3 separate regions of the Sus scrofa genome follow, and regions 1 and 2 are each linked to region 3. The links are chromatin contacts, called in public Hi-C maps. All regions are on one chromosome and are shown on one strand. The core of a region is the stretch at or near the end of the contact, and the rest is flanking DNA. Distances in the headings are between cores, read along the strand shown.

Region 1 (3,689 bases), core at 482-2,981, 160 kb before region 3:
TTACTGCTGCAAACAATGGATTTAATGAACGTTACTTATACTTGGTTCCTTGAGTACACAAGCAAATGTTTCTCTGATGCAGCAACCTTAAATCACCATCTTTTTTCAGCAGACATTCCGTCTTCCTCCATTCCCTCCTCCTCCACCAAGACAAAAATAAACACCACTGAGAGGATGCTGCTTGGGCTCTTTGACACCCAGGTCTGACACACAGGTCAAACCGAGTGCAGTTATTAAGGACCACTTGTTACCACCAAACAGAGCAGTTCCAAGAAGAGAGGTCACCGCCCTCCAATCTTTGACTTCCATCCTGAGTTGAAGATGACCCTTCAGGAAAACATGCGGTGAAAAGTGGTTTTGCCCTCTGAGCCAACAGAAAATTGGCCTCTGAGGTGACTTGTAACGGGATTTTGTCAGCCGTGAGCAGAACTGCACGGGTTCCTACGAGGCATGGGATTCAGAGTCGTAATAGAAAACATTTATTTGGCTCCAACTAAACATCCTAACACATGTTAGCATTTGCTGCCAATATGCTTCCTAATTAAGAGCTACATAAAATCATAGGAAATCCTGTATCCTGTCTTCATGCACTTTTCATGTATCTCTTGTTCCCTGGCCTTATTTCTCAAGTATTGCTACCACACACCCACCCACACACACACACACAAAACAGGTTGATTCAAAAGTCTTGTTTTGCCAACCATGCAGTGTGGTGTCATTAACAAGATTAATGTACATTCCAAAACTCACCACCATGCCTTTTTTTTCATCCTAAAACAAATGCTGCTATTAAAAACTAATTTAAAAAGAAAAGAGCTAATAAGCACCCCCCCAATAAAAGAACAACCCCTTCATTGGTAAAGTGTTGCCTGTAACTGATATAAAACTTCAAAATGTTTTTTAAAAATATCTTCTCTCTTGGATTGTCTGGACTATTGACCATGTTGGTATATTTTATCATGTTGAACGGATTTCAAGATGAAGGACAGACTAGAGTCTGGTTTTCCTCTTGGGTCTTCCTTAAATTAATGCTAATTTCATCTGAAAATATTTAGAGATAGACCTGTAAATCCTAAGCCATCACTCTCCCATTATATGCAGTAGGCATAAGGTGATTACTGCACAGATAGAGATATGTATGATAACTCTAATTAAGGCTAGGATTTGTGTGAGTTACACTTAGAAACACTTGTTTTATCAGTTTGGATGTAGTCTTTGACCTTACATAGCCAAACTAATTGCTTCCTTTCCCTACCATAAGGCAGAAATTAAAAATCAAACAAAACAAAACAAAAAACAGAAGAAGAAGAAAAAAAAAGACCACTCCAGTCCATTATAAATTTCTCCCTCTAATTCTATTTTGTTTTCCCATACACTGAAATAGACTCTGAAATGGCACAAAAGAAATGAAGCCTGGGCCTGAAAAGTTATCTTTTTCCATAGGACACATTAATGATTTTCAGAATTAATTTTTTTTTTTTTCAAATGAAACGCACATGCTCTCATTGCCCCTTTCCTGAGATGGCTTTGCACTCGTCTTCGTCTTTTTCCCCCTTCCAAATCTATTTATTTCTTGTTGTTCTTGGCCCGTCCTCACTTTCCATTTTTCATGATTAGTTCTTTATGATCGTGTGTTTCCTTTTTCTCCCCGCCGTGGCTGCCGGCCAGTTCTCTTCCAGCACTTGAACTTCCCTTTGCTAATGAAACAAGAGCTGCCTCCCTCCCTGGCTTTTGCCATCCAGCTGTTTCCTTTTTAAAATATACACTCATCTTTATTCAGTGAAGTTCCTGGGCAAACCTGACTTCTTTCACAGAAGAGTTAATAATCACAGGAGGAACTAAAAAGGTTTTAGGAGAAAGGCATATCTGGGAAATTTTGAGAGTGGGTGGAAGGAGGATAAGTAGAAACTAAGTTTATTTTTGAAAGGTTCTGGGGGGAAAGAAAAAAAAAAGAACAAAGAACTGGGTCCATAATGTTTTATTCTTTGGGTGCTCTGGATGGCAAGTTGGTCCTGGAGGTCTCCCACACCTACACGGCATCTTAAAGTTCCCACTTCGCTTGCTTCACCTCTTGTGGCCACTTGAAAGTAGCCTAACCACGTCGGCAGACCTGAGTTGTATAGGATTAGGTGGTGAAAAGGTGCCAACTTGAGGTTCAGTCTGCCAAGTCAAGTCAATTTACTGTAATGCTTTGATTGTTCAACTTGGCTTTAATCCCTCTTCCATCTCCATCGTGCCCTTGACATCATGGAAATTACCACCCAAAGTTAATGTCATCAGATGAACCCCGCTAACTATTTCAGAGAAGGGTTCCTGAACAAAACAACCTGTTTACTTCATAAGCTTTCAGATCCACCCCCCCCCAAAATATTTCCAGAAAAATGAATAAGCCCAGAGGTATCCTCTTACAACTGGAGAGTGACTAATTCTTTTTTCTGTATTATAACTGATAAGACCTCATGTGACTGGAAATGAATACGTATTCTACCCAAGCATCAGTTGAGTATTTGTATGAAAGGCTTAATTGATTAGATAAAGAGGTTTATTAGATTAAGAGCTTTGAGTTTAAAAAAAAAAAAAAAGTCCTCTTTTAAAATCTGAGGAACTCTCCCTTCTCTAAAAATGTTTTTCCTGATATAAGATTTCCAAAGGAATAATTTTTCCAACAGAAATAGAAAAGAAACAAAAACATAAAGGGGTAAAAAAAAGCAAGAAGGAAACCAAAAAAAAAAAAAAGGATCACAAGAAAAAAATCGTAACAATGTGTGGTGGTGGATGTTAACCAGACTTATTGTGGTGATCATTCTGCAATATATACAAATATCTAATCATTATGTCATACACCTAAAATTAATACAACGCTTTTTGTCAATTATTTCTCAGTGAAAATGTACTACCATGTGAGATAATCTTATTTGGAAACAATTATCAGGTGAGATAAAAATTAGCATTTTCAGTGGAAAGAAATGCGATTATAATAACTTAATACAGTGTGGATCTTCACCAATTACAAGTACTTTCGTAGATAGATGGATAGATACTCACACTTGAACTTCACAGTAACCGCATAAGACAGGGAAAGTTAGGGTCTTTGATAACAAGCCTTGAAATTTTCCAGGACAAATATTTTCTTGGAACAAAGCTCAAATCTGAATTTGCATTCTGGATATGCACCCTGGAGGCTGTCTTCTATGGGGGTTTCTTAGAAGATTCTCCTGTCTTAGAAGGAAGAGAGCTTGAGGAGGAGGGCAGATCTTAGCTATCATATAGTTCATTCTCCCATCAACTCTGGTAAGAATAATTCCAGAATCTCCCAATAAGAGACATATCCATGTCCTGCCCTTACATGTGGTTTCAGACCTAATATTTATAAACCCAAGAATGGTCCTGTAAATACAAGTTCAACCAGAGGAGGAAGGCAGAACCACCTCAAGCCCAAAGCATGGGACTTGCTTGACTGTGATATTCACACCTGCCCCACCACGTCACCTGACATCTTGGCTCCAAGTTCTTCCTGACCCTGTTTCCTTTGCCTGTTTGAACCTTCCATACCCGCTGTGCTCTCTGCTTGCCTGCCTCCAGTGTTGTGACTCAGCACACCTCATCACACCTATGGTGACTTGCAGACACTATCCTGAGACAGATCCTGAAGGCTGGATTCCCTTTGTCCTTGTGGCCTTAAGGCCAGG
Region 2 (3,782 bases), core at 795-3,294, 140 kb before region 3:
GGCATAGGCTGGCAGCTCCAGCTGCAATTCAACTCCTAGCCTGGGAACCTCCATTTTTAAAAAGACAAAAAAAAAAAAAAAAAGGAGATGAAGATGGAATGGTTATAGGGCAGTCAAATGGTATTAAATCTCAGCATATGCAGTGCCCAGCCCACAGGAAGTTCTCAATGACATCTGCCCCTCACTGATCTGTGATGACCTGCCTTTTCTGCCTCAATCTCCTTTTCTGTCTTAGTTTCTTCCATTCTTCCATTCTCCCTGTCCTTCTGTCTCCCATCTTCCCCTGTCACCCCATGGGCAGTGGTAGCTGGCGCCCACAGCGTCCCCCCACCAACCCAGTGAAATCCCAGGGGGATGTTCAGACTTTGAAGCATCCATCCGGAAGGTCTGCTCCCCCTTCACCTCTTCTCTTGCTGGCTCCCCCCCTCCTCCAGATTCCTTTCTGGCATCCTCCCTGTGTTTTCACTGTCTTCCTGATTAGAGTGTATGTCAGAGTGGCAGGATAATTTACTGATATATTAATTTGTGTTTTTATCTTGGCATTTGCCGGCTCTCTGCTCCATAAAGGAAGCCAGGCCTTTCTGTGCCCCTGCCTCAGGGGAGGTTTGTGTTAAGAGGCCAAAGCCAAGACACCTGGCTTTTGTTTCCCCAAAGTTTTGGGAGGAGATAATGCCAGCCAGGAAGAAGAGAGAAGCTGGTGCCCGTTGAGAGCAGAGACAGGGGGGAAGAGGGAGGGGGAGAGAGAGCTTTTGATGGATGGGAAGGGAGTGAGGGCCAAGAGACCAGGCTGCCAGCAGGCCTTGGCTCCTACCCATGGTCACCCCCTAGGGAAGTGGCTGGGCCACAAAGCAAATGGATTTAAGGCATGTCTAGATAACTAGATCCTAAGCCCAAGCCACTGGGCTCAGCAAACATCCCACTGATCATTCCCTGCACCGGTGCTTTCATGGGCAGCAAAGCCACAGACGTGGTAAAGCCCATGCCTGCCAAGACAGCAGCAACCAGAGGAGACAAGGACAGGGACGGAGCAAAACAATACATCCTAACTCCTAATGTCTACGGCCCCACTCAGACTCTGGGCCAAGCATTATTCTAGGATCTTTACAAGCATAAGAACAGTTGCTCCCCAAGACAACCTTCTATTTCCACATACACAAAGAAGTAGGCACAGAGAAATCAAGCAACTTATTCAAGATCACATAGCTAGGACGTGGTGAAGTCAGGAGTCCAATTCACATGGAAATATAAAAAGGGGCCACCAGTTTCTTGCAGAATGTCTTGAACTACTGCATGAGCCAAACAATAACAACCCCCAAAGTGAAAACACCCAGCCCTGTGAGTACCAATGAGAGGGAAACTGATAACAGACCTGCTTCCTTTTCACTGAGGAGCCTCCTTCTAGTATGAGCAGCTCTGCCACCCCTGCTGAGTTATATTTCGATGATGGAAATACAGTCTTGATTCAGAAGAAGCAAAGGTGCATATGTTCAGAGTGTAAAGAGTCAAGCAGACGTGCCTGGAATTCCAGTTCTTCCCCTTCTATTTTGCCTGTTTCCTAACTTCCCTGTACTTGACTTGACCTTGCCAAGTCTGTTTTCTCAGCCATAAAACCAAGATAAAGGAATCACCTAGCTCAGCAGTTAGACTCAATGGATAATTGTGCAATAATTAGGAGTTATGATCGTCATGGTCATTGTCATTGTTATCCCAGTGGTCCATCCTACTTAGTCTTACTGCTACGCAGCTGCCTTGGGGAGGAGACACATGAGGTATCTTTCAGTGCAACATGGTAAGGGCTATAAATGGGGTAACCCCAGTGTCCCCTGGGGGCCCAGGGCAGGGGCCTCAAAGGAAACTGCAGGGTGGGAATGAGGGCAGGTTTCCTGCAGAAGTTAATGGCCCGAGTCTTTATAAACGATAGTAACCTCTGCCTCACAGTGGGACGGGATCTAGGATCCTCCCCACGCCCCCTTCCAGCCCTTATGAAAGGCTCATGGCCAGAGCACACCCCTGACATGGCTCCAGCAGTTAATTTGAGTGTTTTGAGCAATGTAGAACTTGCATCATACTGGGCCATGGACCAAGCCAGCAGAGGAGAAGCCAAGACAGTTCAGAGCTGCTGGCGCATTCCATAAACCCAAGTTTCCAGGGCTGCCTTGAATAAGATGTGTGAAGGAACATTCTTCATGTGTCAATAAAGCTCATTGACCATGTGACATAAAGAGGAAATGTAAATGTGGGATCCCGATTGGCACAGTTCAAAGCCTCTGACTTTGATACCCAGATATAGCTCTGCAAGCTATTAAGAGTACTACGCTTCCAAAATCCAGAGGTTGTGAAGGAATGCCTGCTTTGCACATCAGAGGGAAAAATAGAGCCGTAAAGAGTGGTCTTGGGAAAATACGCTGCTTGGTTCCCACAGCCAAATATACACATTCAGTGAGATCAAGAATCAACTCAACCGTTCTACTTAGCTATAATTTCAAATTCCCCTAATAGACATTCAGTGTCCAAAGAAAATGATGTGGTTTTTTACCACTTTTCCCCCTTAGAAGCACAGGGCTGACGTGAAATTGTGATGCTAGCCTTACCTTTGAATTGCTTCTCAGCTCGTGTTGTTGTAAACTTAGCATAAAAACCTGTTCTCTGTGTTTCCTTGGAAAGCCTGTGCTCTGTGGCTGGCGCAATGATCGAGTCCACTTGTCTATTCTAAGACACCAGAGGATCTCGCTAAGTCAGAACACCCCACATCTCGCCCATAGAACTATTTATTACCAAACTCAGTGGGAAAGACAAGCTGAGCTATCATTTAGCCAAGAAAACCTGAGCGGCATTTATGTGCATGAAGTAGAGCCTGGCCGTCCATACAGAAACAGGGCTGGGAGCAAATGCATCACACAGTCCAGGCAAATCCCCTCAGCACCACAGCACTGGAGCCAAATGAGTGCGTGGTCCAAGGCTCCAGAACGCTTGTCTTCTCCCCAGCCCCCATCCCAACCCTCAAAGATTACGAATACAATCGCTTGTGACAGATTGCTCCCCCGTCTTCCGCCTTAAATTCTATATGATAAATTCAACACGAAGTGACAGTCACAGCAAGTGTTCAGGGCTGTATCTAAAAAAACTAATTTTACTGAAGTTGGAACTCAATGAACGAGAAAATGTGAATGTACACCTAGGGCATATCTCAAAACTTTAATCTCTATGAATGCCATAATGGTTATTTATGGCCAGGATGATATTAATATTTTAAAATATTTCAATAAAGAAGCGCCGTGAGACTTTAAAATTGTATTATGCAAAGATAATAATCTTTCAATGGGTGCTTCCCTGTGCTGGTATGTTAATGGAGCAAAGAAAAGAAAAACGGCTGCTTTTGTCATCTGAGCAGCGGCTATAGCAAGACGATCCCGTGCTTCATTTCTAAGGAATAGCTCTTCTTCTTTTTTTTTTTTTTATTATTTGGGGGTGAAAAAAATGTCTTGAGCTGCTATTGTCTGTTTAAATTAGGTAAATGCAATTAAGACGAGTCAAATATACACAGGCTCCAATGATGGGTAAAATTAAGGTCACCAGTTGCAGCCCTAATCCAGCTGCATTGCTTAATCTGGGCTTTAGCCATTACAAGTGAGCAGAATGGTAATGTCTTGCTAGTTTGGGGGTTAATGTAGACTGACTGGGTAACTAGAAATAAATCCTGCAGGCTTGCTCCAACCAGCAAGTGCTTAACACTGACATTTTAAAAAAGGAAAATTGGGTTCCATTCCCCAGGACTGGTCCTT
Region 3 (3,959 bases), core at 208-2,707:
AAGGCGGTCATCGATCAGACCCGGCAGGAGAGGGAGGGAGAGGAGAAGAGAGGAGGGCCAGGAAGGGGAGGGGAGAGGCTGGGCTGTGCTCACCTTCACCTGCCCTGAGCCTGGCCCCCCTGTTCAGCCATCCCTCGACCTTCTGCTGGGGTTAAAAGGGGCGGGGGCGAAAGGGAGGGGGCACCCCCAGTTACACAAGTGGCCTCCTTCTATAAGAGAATGAGTTCATCACCTCCCCAGAGGAGCCTCACCATCCATCCACTCAGTGTAACTGATGAGACAAACCGCAAGGAAAAACTTCTGTAGCCCATATTTATGGTATTAATGAATAGTTAAAAAAGATTTACACTTCTTATGATCAATATTCTGAGTTATTTCCCTCAAAGTATATAATTACAGTGTCTTCAGAGTTTTCATCATTGTTTGAGGTGGCAAAACCATTTGTAATTTTCATTAGCCAGTAAACATGTAATTAACATTCAGCACTGTGTTTAACTTAATTCCTGTTTAAGACAAGGACAAGAAGCAGCCGAGGAGCGTTAGTTCCATTTGTCAAGTCTGACATACATCTTACCATAACAGTTTCCTAAAATAAAAGATCCGTGTTTCCCCATTATTCTTCTCTTAAAACAAAACAAAACAAAAAAAATCCATTAGTTAAAACTGTATTAAACTGCGAGGGGCAGAATAGTTTATTCTCAATTTTTGCTAGTTACTGTATTCCTGCTTCCATTCTTCATTTTGGGAGGTGGATGAAGAGAGAGGATAAAGTAAGCATTCATTATCTGAAGACATGGAATGGGGAACCCCTCCCCCCAAAAAGAAATAGGTTTCCTCTTCAGGAAAGTTCTAGAAGAGGGACTGGGAAAGGGGGGGCATGAATCTGTAGGGGAGAGGGAAAAATCATTTGGTGGTGAGGGGGTACCTGAGTTAAAAGTAGAAAATGAGGATTCCAATGGGTTCCTAGGAAAAATGTTGCCCTCCTGTTTCAAGTTCTATCTTTGATCCAGGGTGAGGGGAGCCTGCCTGCCAGTCTGTTAGGCTGCTGTTCCCCCCCCTCCTCTCCCACCTCTGTTTTTTTCCAACTTGCTTTAGGATTAGCCTCCATCCCTCTCGACCCCAAACAGTGGAATTTGGCTGTGCCTTGGGTCGTCTTTGCTCTGCAATATCGCCTATAGTTGTTGGCGGTTTTCTGCTGAGGCTGAGCGGTTTGCTCCAGCCTCCGACTAAACTCATTAAGTTGGGAGATTTTTTTCAATTGGACGGGTGTTTTTAAAGTCTCGTCTTTCCAGCCCCAAACAAGGTGTAACAACGCACTCTTCCTTCTAAGGAATGAGATGAGAGACAAGGATCACTCCAGACATCTCCTACCTACGGTTTGGGGTTTTTTTTCTTAAAGGCGAGGCTTGCATTCCTCAGCAGCTATGTACAAAGCTCCCTGAAACCTCGTCTCTCTAAAGTTACTGTGCTGGGCTTTCCAAGGCTGAGAGCGCCTAATACATGGGGAAGCACTTCCTTGAGGTGGAAGATCTCTCCCTTCACCTTTCCTCTTTTTCCCTGCAGGCTAGTGCCTACTTTTTATCAGTTTGCACAATCGCTTAGATAAACACCGAGGAGGAGATTCTCTTTAATTATCAAAGACACATCTTTTCAGGGGGCCAACAAAGCGTTTATTTCACCCGCCAAACTAAAGGAGAGTTATTCCAGTTTAGAAGGAAGATGCAAGCGGTTTGGGACCTTGAACAAGGCAAATATGGTTTTGGTATGTTTACTTACAGTATTTTTTTTCTCTCTCTCTCTCCTTTCTCACTTTTCTCCTTGTGCTGTGTGGGGTTGGGGATGACTTGGGGTTTTTCAAAAAATCGGATTGCTAACATGTATGAAATGCCTAGCATTGTGGTTTAAGGGGTTCGGGGAAGGGGGGGACAGTCAATTCAATGCATTGCCATATTTTATTACATGTGTGTGGTAGGAGAGTGGTGGAGGGGGGAAGAGGGGAAAAATACAATTGCAAAGCTGCCAAAATATGATTAAACCGAAGCGTAAAGACCGCCGTGCCTCCCATCTCCTCGTCCTGTCTCCTCAAACTCATTTCCTTCGATAGAGCAAACTAAAAAACAGTCCTATAAGCGTGTTTTTCCAAGCAATAGACGACTCGGTTTTCTATCAAAGGAGCTGCTAGGCTCGCACTAAGTGTCAGAATTTACTGTTCGATTTGCCTCTGCGCTGCATTTTGCAACCTTGTGCAACTGACATCCAGCCAGGCAGGGAGAGAGAAAAGCTCTGCCCGGCGCCCTCGGCCGCGGCTCGGGGGAGGCGAGCGCTCGGTTAAGCTAGGAGGAGAATCGCAACGAGAAGGGTACTCACCATCGGGCGGGGTGGTGGAGCTGGCGTGCGGATTTCAGGCAAACGTGTACCTTTTTGCTGTCTATTACAACCGCTTCGGGCTGACTTAAGCAATTCTGTGCTCTGTCCAGAACGTTCAAGGAACGGTTCCTCATTTTTAAAAAGCCAGCGAGAGAGACGACAGAGACAGAGAAAGAAAAAAAGAGAGGAGGGGGTGAGGGGGACGCACATAAACCCAGTTCAGGAAAAAAAAAAAAAAAAAATCATCACCTCTCCGCCAAGTGACTCGGGAAACGCAGAGGTGGCGAGATCCGAGTCCGGTCCAACCAAGCCAGGGCCAATTAATTTTAAATCCTGAAGAATTATTCAGATTAAAATGTACAGAAGTTTCATTCTGCTATGCCTACGTGAGCCCAAAGTCGTTTCCCTTTAAGAGCTCTTTTCTTTTAAAGTTGAATTTTAGGCAGCGAGGACTCTTACACTAGGGGGCAGACAGATACTGTACTTGCTCCAATCTTAAGCAATTTTTTCCCTCCCAGCATATGCTCTGATTTAGCACTGTAAATTTTTCAGAGGACCCAACTCTGACAGCCCCTGGTGATTTTCAAAGTACCACAAGCCAGTGGTTAAAAATTGCATTGACTTGGAAGTTCAGAGAGACACAATGGAAGCCCCTTTCCCTATTCACGGAGCTCCAGTGTGGTGGAAGAGAAAAACACACACGGACTAGATTGAGGGGAAGGAGGGATTCAATGAATCCTGGTGGACAGAACTGGTTTCTACTGAGTTCAGAGTTAAACTCACCATTTTCTGGGGTATGCATTCATATTGTGATTTAATTTGTGGAGAATTACAGCCATCAGGCCACTTTCTGCAAGAAAATCATATTCCTGGGTGGGTTTTTTTTTTCCCCCACAGTAAGGCAAATGTTTTTCCAACTTTCTCCAGCCAAATTAAAGCTTGCCATTCTTCTCATTAAAATAAATTTACATCTGCTATAAAAGACGGGGCTGGATTTTTTCTAAACTATAAGAACATATTGATATTTATCTTTTAGCCTTAGAGCTGTTTTATTCAAGAGAAATGAGCATTTCTTAAGAAGACATTTTCAAATAGTTTACCTTTCTTTTTTCTTCTTGTATACAGTAAAATTAACTACAAATGAGATGGTTATCTTTGTTTTGTTTTTTGGCTTTTTAATTGTTCCGCCATAACTGAATGAGTCCTAAAACACTGAGTAAAACACCTCTGACTTCATGGCAGCCCTGTAGTTTGTGCCTATCAGCTCCAGATCTGTAGGAGATGGTTGGGAAATCCTTCACTTTAAATCTGAGGCCATCAGAGCGTACTTCAAATACCAAAAAAATCTCTAAGTGGACCAAGGAAGCTCTTCCTCCTCCAAATTTCCCAACTCCATGTTTGTAAAAGATGATTTTGCCATGAAAGTGTCTGCACTCAAGCAGCAAGTTTAGGATTTCCCTATAGTCAATTATTCTTATCTTCTATGAAATTGAGATGAGGATACCCATTAGATTTCCTATCTCAACCCCAGCCCTACCACATCTCTCCTGAGTTTGCCCCTCATCTAACATTCGTATCATTAGGCAATTCCT

What was found. Hi-C and Micro-C count contacts between places; a contact is called where the count stands out from the background.
Region 1: a contact with region 3 is called in a Hi-C map of liver, with 2.0 times the contacts expected there. The contact joins the enhancer-like site here to the promoter of NR2F2 in region 3. A contact is called at or near these places in 8 of 47 Hi-C or Micro-C datasets (embryonic fibroblasts, fetal heart ventricle, fetal liver and 5 more) and 1 of 2 datasets of contacts at active chromatin or transcription factors (skeletal muscle).
Region 2: a Hi-C map of liver shows a contact between it and region 3, with 4 times the contacts expected there. The contact joins the enhancer-like site here to the promoter of NR2F2 in region 3. A contact is called at or near these places in 1 of 5 promoter capture datasets (liver) and 8 of 47 Hi-C or Micro-C datasets (embryonic fibroblasts, fetal heart ventricle, fetal liver and 3 more).

The regions. Positions count from the first base shown.
Region 1 is chr7:83,245,738-83,249,426 of Sscrofa11.1, reverse strand. No RefSeq gene overlaps it. Among named protein-coding and RNA genes, the nearest start is that of NR2F2, 160 kb to the right of the region's middle. Within about 2 kb of position 1,731, at least 9 of the 83 cell types and tissues checked have an H3K27ac peak or open chromatin away from gene starts, as enhancers often do. A contact at or near this core is called in liver, omental adipose tissue and skeletal muscle, where this site is marked.
Region 2 is chr7:83,225,738-83,229,519 of Sscrofa11.1, reverse strand. No RefSeq gene overlaps it. Among named protein-coding and RNA genes, the nearest start is that of NR2F2, 140 kb to the right of the region's middle. Within about 2 kb of position 2,044, at least 13 of the 83 cell types and tissues checked have an H3K27ac peak or open chromatin away from gene starts, as enhancers often do. A contact at or near this core is called in liver and omental adipose tissue, where this site is marked.
Region 3 is chr7:83,087,748-83,091,706 of Sscrofa11.1, reverse strand. It overlaps NR2F2 (nuclear receptor subfamily 2 group F member 2), which reads left to right and starts at 1,457. Exons shown (of 3, transcript NM_001190253.1): 1 at 1,457-1,762. The coding sequence starts at 1,720. It overlaps LOC102160410 (atherin-like), which reads right to left. Exons shown (of 4, transcript XM_021099351.1): 1 at 2,368-3,959.